Regions from separate parts of the Anas platyrhynchos genome. Here region 1 is linked to region 2. The links are chromatin contacts, called in public Hi-C maps. All regions are on one chromosome and are shown on one strand. The core of a region is the stretch at or near the end of the contact, and the rest is flanking DNA. Distances in the headings are between cores, read along the strand shown. Region 1 holds the start of PDS5B (PDS5 cohesin associated factor B). Region 2 overlaps STARD13 (StAR related lipid transfer domain containing 13).

Region 1 (6,824 bases), core at 2,835-5,334, 500 kb before region 2:
CCCAGTTCTGTCCAACATTCCTTCATCCCACAGCAGGATGTCTATGTCAGCTCACCTGTCAGCTTTCTTCCCAAGCTCCTGTCTGTTCAGTCCTGTGACATGTATCTCGGAGCTTTTATTTAAATAAAGGCATGGCTGTTAAAGTAAGGATGTTCACCTATTCTGTTCTGAAATATCCTACAAGTTGGAATATCTTCATGTACTTTTCTGGTTCAAGTTCATGAGTGAAAACAATAGAGGGACTTAAGGACAAAAAATATTGACAGATTCATACATGAAAATGCCTCAGGGTTACTGTAATGAGGGAGGAGATTCATAAAAATGTTTAGCCAATCTTCTGGTGGTGATGTTATATTGGCAGTTGTTGTTTCTACTCCGATTCACACCAAAAGGCCAACACCAAAAAGGAGTAAGATCACTGAGCACATGGATAAATGTAACATGTTGGGAAAGAGCCAGCATAGTTTCTGTGAGAAGAGATACTGGCAAGTCTGGAGAGATCGCAGACTTCCAGCAGATTTGTGAGTCAGGAAGCACATGGACAAAGGCAATGTACTTAGGATGTACTTAGATTTTTCAAAAAGCATTTTTGAAAAAGTCTTCTCACTAAAAGCTCTTAAACAAAATTACAGCAAGTGTCCTATTCTAATTTGAAAGTCTGGATAAAGGATGGAAACAAGTAGAGTTTGATGGTTACTTCTCAGGGGAGAGAAAAGTTAGCAATGCTGTCCTCCAGAAACATTTGAGTTTATTGATGCTGGTTTAAATATCACAGAATCACAGAATTTCTAGGTTGGAAGAGACATCAAGAGATGTTGTTTTACTCAATATCTTCATCAGTGACCCAGGAAAAAGGAGCAAGTGCACACTGAGTGGTGCTTGGATGGTGTTAAACCCTGTTGGATAGTCAAATGCTGTGCTGGTGGGAGGAACTCCAGAAGGTCTTCCAAAACTGAATGGGTAAAAAGATTGCAAATAGGCTTTAAAGTAGATTACTGTAAAGTAAAACACAGGATTATCTGTGAACCCTGGAAGTCTAAACTTACCGTTGACAGCTTTCTGAAATCTTTGGGTCAAAGTGCAGCAGTGGGAAGCAAACCACTAAAAAACAAGAAAACAAATGAAACAACAAGAAAGCAGACACCATCAGGGAGAGTACTGAGAGCAAGGCAGAAAGTAGTACACTACTCTGTCAGAAACTTGAACTTAGTCCTGTCTGAAGTGAGTACAGCGTGTAGTTCCGGTCTGCAGACACAACTGAATTAAAGAATTTATTTTGAGATGACTAAAATCATCCAAGGGGATAGATTGGCTGTCTTACAAGGGAATACCAAAGAGAGTTGGATTCTGATTGTGAGAAGACAAGATTGAGAGACATATGATCAAATTTTACAATTGAGGAAGGCCCTGCTTGAGGTGAATGCAGAAATAAGATTCTTGACCCAGTGCTAGGGTCAATTGCAAGTGGAAATGCAAGGTATGGGTCTCATTCTGGGAAAACCATGTTTCTGGTCCTGGTGCGACTGCTGGTTACCAAATACTGGGCATCCCTACTTCTGTCTCGCCTTTTAGGTGGTGGCAAAGCTAGTGGAAATGATCCAGCTTACAGTCAGCCCTGTGAGGTGCAACATCTGGGGGTGCTCAAGGAAAGGCTGGACCTGGTGCTTAGGGCCATGGTTTAGTGGGTGATGTTGGTAGTAGGGTGATGGTTGGACCAGATGAACTTGGAAGTCTTTTCTAACCTTATTCTGTGATTTCTTGGGGCAGAGGCTGAGTCCACCCTCAGTAACAAACCCAGTGCTCACACACAGCAGTTTCCTTTTAGGACTGCCACAAAAGGGACCGGGTGTTTCTCTACTTTAGGTGGCATACTGGTCCTTCACACTTCCCAAAAGCACTTTCCGAAGACACCCGCGGCAGAAAGGCTGCCGACGGGATTTCCCCGGCGCTTGAGGAGCGAGCGGCAGCCCCACGCTGCCTCCTGCCGCCCGAGCCGCCGAACCTCGGCATGGCGGCGCCTCCTCACAGCGCGGCCGCCCGCCATCGCCACCACCACCACCACCACCACCGCCACCACCGGGCCGGGACCGGGCCGTTTCCACCGTCCTCGGGGCGAATCGGCCCCGGGCCCGGAGGGGCGGCCGGGGGAAGGCTCGGCAGCGGCCCCGGGGCGGTGGAGAAGCGGCGCCGGGCGGGCTCCCCCGTGAGGGCTCGGCGCGGTACTGCCGCCCGGCGCTCGGCCCCTCAGGCCACAACGCGGGGCACGGCGCGGCGGGGACCCCGGTTGGGGCACTCCGAAATGTGAGGGACAGCCAAAAGGCTGTTTTCTGAGGTTTTAATCTAAAATTTTAAATTTCTGGCTGGAAATGAAGGCCGGCCCGTAACGGGGGAGAGGCCTCCTTAGGCAGCAGCACCTCATTTTACTGCTCAAAGCATTCGTAGCCCCGGGCATCCCGACCGGAGCTGGCAGCCCTAAATGTGACCTCCGTCAAGAAAGGGGAGCAAAATATTTGCAAAGTATGGCAAGACAGCAGTTACTTCCACAGTTAGACACAAAGTTTTGCAATTTCAATAGTTGGATATTGAACTTTTAATTTAATATTGAACTTTTCTGCTGCTTTTCTACCACCACCACACACACGTGTGAGTGCCCTGCAGGAAAAAGAAATGATATATTTATTTATTTGTTTGTTTGTTTGTTGGTTTTTTACATTTAGGTAAGCGTACAGACATGACATCAGCAGGGATTGTGGGACACTTGATCAACTTGCATGAAAAAAAAATAAAAAAAATCCTTGACTGCAAGCACAGGATTCTTCCCCAAAATAATATGTAACGCAAAGCTGTCAGGCACACCGTTCCCCTCTGTGATGCCTGTGCAGTAGCGCTGCTGTTTTCAGAAAGAGTGGCACAAGTGTAATTCACCCAAAATGTAACCAAAGGGAGGTTTGGGGCCTGAAAACTGATTTTTATTTTTATGTATTTATTTATTTTGTAATAGTTAAGGCAACTTATCCTGGTAGGGCTTACGTATCCTTCATTAGGTGATGACGATGTTTAACTTTGATTAAAACTTGAATGAAAAGAAGGCAAGCTGGGTACAAGGAGCTAGAAAGTTCAGAAAACTTGAGAGAACTTATTTAAAGGTTTAAAATATTAGGTGAGACATTGTGGCTTTCATGCTCTTTAAACATTTGTATCCCACCATGGACAAAGCCCTGAGTGTGTTTCACCAGATCTGCTGAGTGTGGACAGTCAGTTTTTTCAATCTTAACACTTCATGCACTTTTATTTTCTCCTCGTGTGCCATTCACAGAGGCAGCATTTTATCTGTAGCAGTGAGAAGAAATTGCATCACTTTTCTGTTCACATTTTCCTGTAAGGGTGCCCCTGAAACTCTCGCACTCATTGAAGCAAGACCAAAGGGCTTGATGAGTGATTTTGCTACTTTATTTTTTAATTTTTTTTTGGTCTTTCTCCACAGTTCAGCAACTTTATTGCTTACGGTTTTACCCTAATCCCTTTACAGTTCGTGTTGTTTGGTGAGTGTGGGGGGAAATACGTGTTTCACTAATTTACATGGTACATGAGCATCTGTCAGCAGGTCGCAGCGCTCCGTTCGGGCCGCTTTATCCCCTCCTCACGACCTCCAGTTTGTGTCGGTGCCGGGCTGCTGAAGCAAAAATGCTCGGATCTTAGAAATCTCGGGGCGCCTTCCCGAAAGATAAAATAATACATAAATAAATCAGCTTTTCGTAGCCAGGATTCACCCAGCTGCCGGCCGCCTTCCGGAGGAGGCAGGGGAGGGTTGGTAGCGGGCGTGAGGAGACCCCCGGAGAAGGAGAAGGGGAAGAAGGGGAAAGGAAAGAAGGGGAAAGGGGAAGAAGGGGAAGGGGAAGAAGGGGAAGGGGCATCGAGGCGGCCGGGAGAGGCCGGTTGGAGGTGCGGGGGGCTCCGAGGGCCGCCTTTTCGTGGCCGTGCTGCGGCTGAGGCGAGCCGGCAGGGGTCGCTGCTGCCCCGCTCTGTCCCCGCTCGCCTCCCCCGGCGGTGCCATTGGAGCGGGCGGCGGGCGGTTGGCGCCATTTTGAAGCCGACAGGGGGGACCGGGGCGAGCTGCGGAAGGGGAGGGGGCTGGAGGCGATTGGCTGCGGCGGCGGCGGCGGCGGCTCCTCGGCTCCTCTCCTCTCCTCTCCTCTCCCAGCCCCGAGCGGCGGCGCGGAGCCGAGCGGAGCGGAGCGGGACCCGCCTGGGACCGGCGACGAGAGGGCGGCTGCGGCGGGGTAAGGAGCCGGGCACGGCGCGCACCGCTTCTCGTGTCCCCCCCCACCCCCCCCCTCACCCTTCCAGCTCCATTTTCCCTTCCCCGGGGGCTTGAGGAGGAGGAAGAGGAGGGGAGGGAGGAAGAAGAAGAAGGAGAAGAAGAAGGAGGAGGAGGAGAAGGAGGCGGCGAGGGGGGGGCTCCCCCCTTCCCATCCCCCTCGCCCCTCCGCGGGGCTGCTCCCCTCCCCCCCACCCCCCCCCTCCTTTTCCCCGTGGCCGCCGATCGCAAATTAAATTAAATTTGCCCCACAGCGAGGGAAGGTGGTGGTGGTGTGTGGGGGGTGATGACCTTGGTATTTTTGGGAGCTGTGCCCCTGCTTTAGGTCCAAGGGGGGAGGGGGGGGATCACCCCCTTCCTGCTCTACCACCCCCCCCCCATTTATTTATTTATTTATTTGATTATTTATTTATTTTCCTCCTGGAGGCTGGGGGCTGTCCCCTCCTTGCCCCTCGGTTTTGGCAGAGGGGACCCCCCCCTTATCTCCCCCCCCTTATCTCCGAGCTGCCCCCCAGCCCCGGGGGCCGGCAGGACCTCGGCTCGGTGTCTCCTCCTCACTTGCTGCCAGCCCGTTTCTTTCATGCTGGCTTGCTTCTTTTTTTTTTTCTTTTTCTTTTTTTTTTTTTTCCTCCTTTTCCCTCCCCCTTTTTGCATCAGGCTCTGTTAGAAAGCGGTCGGGAGGGAAAGGGGGAAGGAGGGGTTGTGGTGGTGGGGGGGGGGTGGCGCTGCCTGTTAGGTGAAAAACTATGAATTTTACATCCCGGTTTGCCAGATGGAGAATGGTTAATTTATGGGGTACGCATTGTTTACGTTGGGAGCCTCTGGTCAGGAATCCAGGTCTGTAACTTCATCCCGCTGCAAATAAATCACTCTCTGGGCTTCCAAGCAAATCAACAATTAACGACGGTGAACGATCCCGGGAAATTAAGCTGCAGCGGACCGGCTCCTCCAGAGCTGGGGGTTTTTTGCCTTATCCCGACTTTTGGGTTCGCTTCCTGCACGCCCGACCGCTTGCTGAGGACGGCGATTATTTGGCTAGGCGTTGCTTTCTGATTTAACGCAACTGCCCCAGTATTTTCGTGTTGCTCTTTGTTTTGCGCTCGGTGGGAAGGTGCTCGGGCTGAAATTGATTTCTCCTTGCTGGGAAGGGAATAGGAGGAGTGTTTAAAGTGTGAGCGGCTTCGGGGCTGAAAACGGGTGGCAAATCACCTTTTAGGGAGGAGGGAAGGTGGCGTGCGTCCCTCCAGGTTTTCCCCTTTTGAACTATTGGAGTAGTTTGGGGTTCAGTTGGTGCAATTTTGTCTGGTACCTCTTGAATGATACACTCTAGATACTGCATGCACTCCTGTGAAAAGACACGAAACAGCTGGATTAATGTTATGCCGTGCATAGCCAAAAAGAAAGCAGGGAGCGATACTCAGCCAGGTAAAGATAGTTTAGCTGAGGTGTGTGCATCGCCCACACTGGAAAGTGAACACCACTAGCCAAAGTACTTTAGTTCTTGTGTGACATCTTGTGTCTGTGCTTGAAGCAAGGCTGCACTGTGTTACTGTGAGGCAGGGGGTGATTTTCTTTAAAGTTCTTATACAGTTATAACTGCCTGAGACTTTCTTGCACTTCTTTACTACTTAGTGTACAAGCTGGATGAACTGTATTGTTCTTGATGAAACAAGTAAGTTGAATTCAAACGGAAAACTGTGTGTATAACATCTGCGTGCTGCTGAGTTGTTTTCTCATGCGCCATATGAATATGGGTTTTAGGCTGTATCTAGCAAGCTTACTTATAGACTTAAATTGAGCAAGTCAGCTAAATTGTTATTAGGCTGTAACTAAAATGTATTTTAAAAAATCCAACAGTCAGTGCTAGCATTTGGAGAAGTATTGTAAAGAAATACGGACATGATGTTGTGCATTTTTGGCTCTAGAGCAGGAGGCTGCCGAAAAGAGATGCTTTTTCTTCTGGGATGCGTTGCTCTCTATCAGGTCTCAGATTGTACTTTTCTGTCCTCTCGTTTTTTCAGTCACGCAGTTTGTATGCGTACAGAACAGTGAAAGGTTGTATGGACATGTGTAGGATTCTTTCAGTAAAGGGTCTTCGTTTAAAGGTTTTTGCACTAAATGCCTTTTCATAACCCCTGACTTTGGAAGAGGTGACACAGGCTACTTGTTGAACATGAAGAATTTTTGTGGGAGCAATAAGTAAGAAAATGTGGAACTGAACAGTAAAAGCATGCAAAGTAGGAAATGGGGGAGAATATGATACAAATGGAACTATTTTTCCCTTCCAGTTGGATTCTAATGTGCTTTACCTTTAATGCTACTTAGCCCAAATTCATACCTGCCTCTTTCTTGACAGTCTTTTCATCTTCTTCTTTCCTTCAGGCAAGAACCAAACAGTAGTTGTGGTGTCCACTACTGACAAGTGGTAGGACAGTGGATCGTACTTCTAACAAGTTTCTCAAACAGTGGTGGTTTCACTCATAGCATAAAATGCCAATATTGCAAC
Region 2 (6,534 bases), core at 2,449-4,948:
GATTGAATTATATGATTTTGGCATACACAGGAAAAAAGCAAGCAGGAGACCTTAAACTGAGAAAACAGCTCAGAAAATAACAAACCCCCTACTTTATTGATGCCCTGCTAGCCTAATAGCCAGTCTCGATAGTGGTCAGCAGCTGATGCCTGAAGAAAGGGTGTAAGAACTGAGGAATAAAAAACTGGCGTTACACACAGGATGCTATGCCAGCATTCAGTACCATAACCTGCAAGTTGTATCTGTATCATAAATGCAGACAAAAAATTGAACAGGACTTTTACATCATGCAAACAAATTCTGTGTCCCAGATTATACTGGTTTTGACCCAAACATATTAAAAAATCAGTGTAATTCTGGATGTATTCTTTGATCATAGCCAACAAAATCATGATAAGCAGAGCTCTTCCATTAGGGCATTTTCACTTGGACATTTATGCTACAAATTGCTTCAAGGTCCACTGCTCACTCTGAAACCTCCTCCTGAGCACAGCCCAATGGATGTCCAACACTTAAGAATTAATTATTTTTTGGGGGGTGATGTTTGAAATCTTTGGTTAATAAATGGACTATTCTAAATACCAGACCACCATAGTAAATAAATGTTCTAGACTGATCTAGGCCTTTCAAGATACCAGTGAAAAACAGGTCATGTTGCATCTCAGTGCAATGAGTAGGGATTAAAAAAGAACTCACACATTTCTTCTCCAAAGACGGAATTGCTGCTACCTCAGTAGCTTTTTAAATGCTAACAAAACTTAAAGCTCTAATGCTGTGCTTGCATGCTACATAAATATCTCCTTATACTAAAATAAGGAAACCTCTATGGAGACATGCTGTGTCCTCATCAGATCCTTGTTCTGTTCTGTGTGGAAATGAGAATAGATTTCTCCTATATTGAAAGTCATTAAATTTAGAAGAGCACAGGGTAGGCAAATCACAGAATCATAAAATATCCCAAGTTGGAAGGGACCCACGAGGATCATCAAGTCCAACTCCTGGCACCGCACAGGTCTGCCTGAAAGTTTAGACCATGTGACTAAGTGCACAACCCAATCACTTATTAAATTCAGACAGGCTTGGTGCAGTGACTACGTCCCTGGGGAGCCTGTTCCAGTGTGCAACCACCCTCTCGGTGAAGAACCTCTTCCTAATGTCCAGCCTAAACTTCCCCTGCCTCAGCTTGATGCACCCCAGGGTACGGTTGGCCCTCCTGGCTGCCAGGGCACACTGCTGGCTCATATTCAACCCGCTGCCAACTACAAACCCCAAATCCCTCTCTGCGGGGCTGCTCTCCAGTGTCTCATCGCCCAGTCTGTATGTAAAGCCAGGGTTGCCCCATCCTAGGTGCAGGACCCGGCAATTGCTCTTGTTAAACTTCATGCGGTTGGTGATCGCCCAGCTCTCCAATCTGTCCAGATCTCTCTGCAAGGCCTTTCCACCCTCATACGAGTCCACAACTCCTCCAAGTTTGGTGTTGTTGGCAAATTTGCTCAGAACACCATCTAGTCCTACACCCAAATCATTTATAAAGACATTGAAGAGGACTGGCCCTAAAATGGAGCCTTGAGGGACCCTACTAGTGACCATCCGCCAGCCAGATGTGGCCCTGTTTATCACAACCCTTTAAGCCCTGCCCGCCAGCCAATTGCTCATCCATCGGATGATGTTTTTCTTAAGTTGTATGCTGGACATTTTGTCCAGTAGGATCCTATGGGAAACCACATCAAAAGCTTTGCTGAAGTCCAAAAAGATCACATCAGCTGGTTTCCCTTGATCTAATATACCCATGTGGAGCCCAGAGGACTCCCCTGTGCCATGACCATGTCAGACACTGATGTGTACAGAGTAAACTTTACTGCTGGTTGCTGAGAGAAAGGGAAACAAGTGAGACTTGTGGAAAGCACAGTGTTTGCCTGGAGATCAGTAATTCAAAAATAACATGAAAATGTAAATTCCTGGAGATTTACAGTTAAAAATAACATCCAGAACAGTAACAGTCGATACAAGTGATCGTGGTGGTATTATAAAAATGATCTCATGGCCCTCATAACACTTCGGAGACATCAGACATAAACCCCATCAAGGGTAAAGCAAACTTTGGGGAAAAGCCTTCAAAGACCCTAGAAGAGAAGCCACCATTAGGCTCAACTGCAGCACAGACACACTGGAGGAAGCGCCAGTGCCTTCCTCTTGCTGCAGGCCCCTGAACAAAGTAAGCTGAGTGGCGTATCCCAAATTGGAGCCGGGTAAGCACTGCCTCGCCTGGAGCAACCCAAGCCAATACCGGCACCACACTCGCCCCATTGTCGGCTGTGGGCAGCAGGTAACTGCTAACAGGTCGCTGAGGCACGCTGTGCTTCCCTCAGTACTGCTGCAGCTCAAGTAGGCCTTTGTTTAGTATTAGTAAAAGAGTAACTACAATTATTAAGACGCTATTATTAGTTAATAGTTGAATTAAGCAAGGATTTGTCTACTGCCTTGATAACTGGAGCTAATCAGGCAGCTGTCAGCGCAAACCCTGACGAAAGCTGGTGCTCGGCGTGTGGCCAAAGGGCATTGCAGGTGCTGAGAGCTGTGAATCGATCCCTGCCTGACAGTGCCAGGGCTACCCCGGCAGTCTGACACTACACCCAAGTCGTTTTTCTGAAAATAACACTGTCAACATTTCCTTGAACAACGCTGGAACATATTCCAGAGATCAAGATGGTAAAGGATAAAGACAGAGGTGCAGCAACATCTGGCAAATTGCTCTATGTACATGAAGAACCTATCGTCAAATGCTAAGTGCCAGCGTACTTAAAATATAATAAAAAGTAATTAGTAATAGCAAGTGTTCCCATGTATTATAGCACAGCTATTCCCTGGTGTTTTTTTGTTTGTTTTTAAGAGTAAGAATCACATGGTACTTCTGTGGGGCCTATACTACATACAAACACATAATTACTAAAGCCACTCTTGACAAACATGAATCTGGTAAAATGGTACTTGTACTGTCATTATACTTATTACAAAACACACACACACACACAAAAATATAGAGAACAAAAGGGGTACTTTCCAAGATTCACAGGCATTCATGGGGTTCTTTCAAATTTGGTATTATTCCCTGCCCTAAAGTTCTCACAGTCTACTGTTGAGGAGAAATATCCAGGTTAGCAATACCCTTCTAAGCAGGAATCAGAAATTAATAGAGAAAATAACTGATGAAAGACATGCTCTTCAATTAAAGAGTACTCAAGGAAAGCTCTGCAAAAGATTGTTAAACACAATCTATGGATTTGTTGAGTGTTAAATACCTATTAATAAACCTATTTACTTATTTATTTTTTAAACCCATGACTGTATTAACCAGTCTTGAAACTCCTGGGGCTTAGTTTCTGTGCATTTACGACAGATGCACTCGTAACATCACGGTGTTTAGTGATGACCCTAATTTTGAAGCAGCAGCTTCCACATCCAGAGACCCTCCCTGGAGTTTTGGGGTCACAATACTCTAGTCCAACCCATTCAAAGGCAGCACAAAGTCTTTTTTCTAAAATTCTAAATTTTCTAAATTTTCTGAAAGTCTTTTTCTCTAAAAATCACACAACTGAGAAAGAACAAAGAAATGTTTCCTACACTTTAGCCTGAAGAGCAATTAGCTAACATCATAACCCTGAGGACATCGGATTGCACACAGACTCCTCAATATCTAGCAGAATAACTTTAATAAAAAACGACTTTCCACCCTTTGCACGGACAAACTTTATTTCAACCGAAATCACAGGGCAGGCAATGCTGCCTTCACGTTTTTAGGGCCAAGGGCAGAACTCGGGGCCACCCCCCCGGGGCCGCCATGCTGGCGGCGGGGCTGTGTGGGGACGGGAGGGAGGGGGGGGGGCGGGGCGGCTTCCCGCCCTTCCTTCCCGCCAACAATGGCCGCCGCCCGCGCGCCCAACGGCCCCAGCGCGAGCCCGAGCCCGCCCTTTCCACCAGCTCGCGCGGGAGGAGCAGGGGGCGTTGCCCCGCCCCGGCCAGCGCCCCGAGGTGCGCGCGCAGCACCGCCCGCCCCTCTCCCGCCTCCCCCGAGCCCCGCCCCTTTGGTGACGTAGGCGGGGTGGGCGGGGCCAGGCGGCGGCCGGCAGCTCGCGGGGCGGCGGCGCCACCTGGCGGGCGCCGGCGGGAGGCGGCGCCCGCGGCTCGGGAGCGCGCCCTGGCGGCGCGGGCGGGAAGCGCGCTCCCGAGCCGTTGGGGGCTGCGTGAGGGGGTCGGGAGCGCGCCTTGCCTTGCCTTGCCTTGGGGGGGGGACCGCTGCCCTCTCCCCGTCCCTCCCGGCAGCCGCTGGCCGCCCTCCCGCTGAGGGGAAGGGCTGAGCCGTGCCTGCAGAGGGCGAGGCTGAGCGCGGAGCCGCGCTCCCCACCGCCTCTCCCTCAGGGCCGTCAGGGGAACGAGCCCGGGGAGGCTGCGGGGAGCCCACGGGGGGCCCCGGGCCGTGAGGGGGGCGCCGGGCTCGGCCCGTGCCCAGCGGGCTCCGTCCCGCTGCCTCCTGCCGTGAGGGGCGGCCGCCGCCGGGCGCCTGCACAAAATGGCGCCTCTCGGGGCCCTGCCTCAGTTTCCCCAGCGGGAAACGGCCAAGCTGAGTTACCCGAGGCCTAAAATCACCTAAACACACGTTTTCTGAAGTATTTTTTTCGGTTACACCAGTTAGAGTGCCTCACAAGCATCCAAGCAGAGTTACCCGGGATCCAAAATTATCCAAACACACGTTTTCAGAAGCAATTCTGCAATAACACGTGCTGTATGAGCACCACACTTAATAAGCGCCTAATATCTGCACAGGCGTTTCTGAATTGTACGTGGACAATCTTCTGTTGTAAATGAAACGAAGCCAGGATAAATAACACTGGTGCAGGCATGACCGATTCTGCTCAACTTCAGAAAAATAATTATGTCGAACCTGATGTTTGATTAAATTGCCTTGATTTTGATAGTCTTTTATGAATAGCAGCATCTGAATGGGTAATTTCAGGCAGTTACACGTGTAAAAATTACCCAAATCCTAATAGCTAGGCAATGCTGGCTGTCAGAGGCGCGCTGCTCCAGCTGAAATCATAATTTTGTTTGAACCGCTTGATCCTACTGCAGTTTCCCTTGGTGCAGCTGATTGCTTTTGCTGGTGGCGAGGCAGAGCTCACCTCTGGTATTTGAATACAAAAGCAGACTTCAAAGACTGGAGAAAATTTTTTAAACTCATGTATTTCAGCTCAGGACAAGAGATAAATGACTAAAATTTAGTGTTTATGAAAGGGTTTAAAATTTACTTATTTTGTTTGGCATATTAAAATGAGCCCAATTGTGCAGTTTTGGAGACCCTTTTTTGATCTTTCTTGTGATACGAAGTCTTTTTTTCAAAGTCCATTACATTGGGGAGCATGAAAGGGAAGGACATGAGGAGGGAGGGAGGAAGAGCAGAAATCCTGGATGCTGGAAGACGAAGTCAGACCATAATCACAGTGCCTTTAATTAAGAAGTGCAAAGTCTGGCAAAGCATCAGATGCATATTTGGAGGCTCAGCCTCCTACCTTGACATCAAATGGCAATCAGGAGAAGCTGGTCACAAGGAGAATCAAGGCCCTGAAGCCTAAATTATGCTACACTACAGCTCCCAGTGCCAGGGGATCTTAATTTTAATTGTGGTCCTTTGTCATTTGGATCAGCACAGATGATAATGAATAAAATTCCAATTTCTAATCTTCCATGATAAATAAATCTCAAATATATTGGAACAGATCTATCAAAATAGTTTTAAATGGCTTTTAAAAATCTTTTTTATTTATTTTTTTATTATTTTTTTATTTTCTGCAGACTGGTCTAGCTTCATTTACTTTTTGTAATAGCCCTTTCCTTTACATTTTCCAATAAGTGTTCATTATCAGAATTTATAGTTTTAATTAAAATGCTAAATAAATTTCCTCAGAGTTTCTTCCATTATATTTTATTCACTCTTTATTTAAAATAATTATATTTTAACTATTTCATACTAAGAGAACAAAGTCATATTCTTCAGACTTGGCGCTTGTTCAGCTACTGTGGAATTTCACCCCCTATTTTTGAATAAAATTATTCATATACTGTTCCATATATATATTCATAGATAGCTTCAAGCCAGTTTGAAAGATAGGGAAAAGTATCAGAGAGATCAAACTTCAAAGTTTAATCACAATTTGGGTCTGGATAGACATGAGAGAGTCGATTGACCGCCCACAACAAGTTAAAGCCGAGGAGATTTCAGCCCTAAGTGTTTCTGAGCAGCTGATGATGAGCATAACTGACTGGTCAGAAAAAGTACATATAAATGACATTTTTTTTCCTTCATAGAGGGCAATTAATCCCTGATCAAGAAATAGGAAGAAATATTGCATTGTGAGGAGGGTGTTGGGTTGTTTGGTTCTTGTTTGGTGTGTCACTCAGTCCACACGCTGTCATTTTCCTCCTTACTAGGAGGAAGGGGGTCTCTCAACATCTACTGAGAAGGAAAACACCCATTTTTTC

What was found. Hi-C and Micro-C count contacts between places; a contact is called where the count stands out from the background.
Region 1: a Hi-C map of subcutaneous adipose tissue shows a contact between it and region 2, with 2.9 times the contacts expected there. The contact joins the promoter of PDS5B here to the enhancer-like site in region 2. A contact is called at or near these places in 2 of 8 Hi-C or Micro-C datasets (liver and subcutaneous adipose tissue).

What each region holds. Positions count from the first base shown.
Region 1 is chr1:183,985,632-183,992,455 of IASCAAS_PekinDuck_T2T, reverse strand. It overlaps PDS5B (PDS5 cohesin associated factor B), which reads left to right and starts at 4,084. Exons shown (of 34, transcript XM_072032620.1): 1 at 4,084-4,280.
Region 2 is chr1:183,481,150-183,487,683 of IASCAAS_PekinDuck_T2T, reverse strand. All of the region lies in intron 2 of STARD13 (StAR related lipid transfer domain containing 13), which reads right to left. Among named protein-coding and RNA genes, the nearest start is that of STARD13, 62 kb to the right of the region's middle. Within about 2 kb of position 3,698, at least 8 of the 8 cell types and tissues checked have an H3K27ac peak or open chromatin away from gene starts, as enhancers often do. A contact at or near this core is called in subcutaneous adipose tissue, where this site is marked.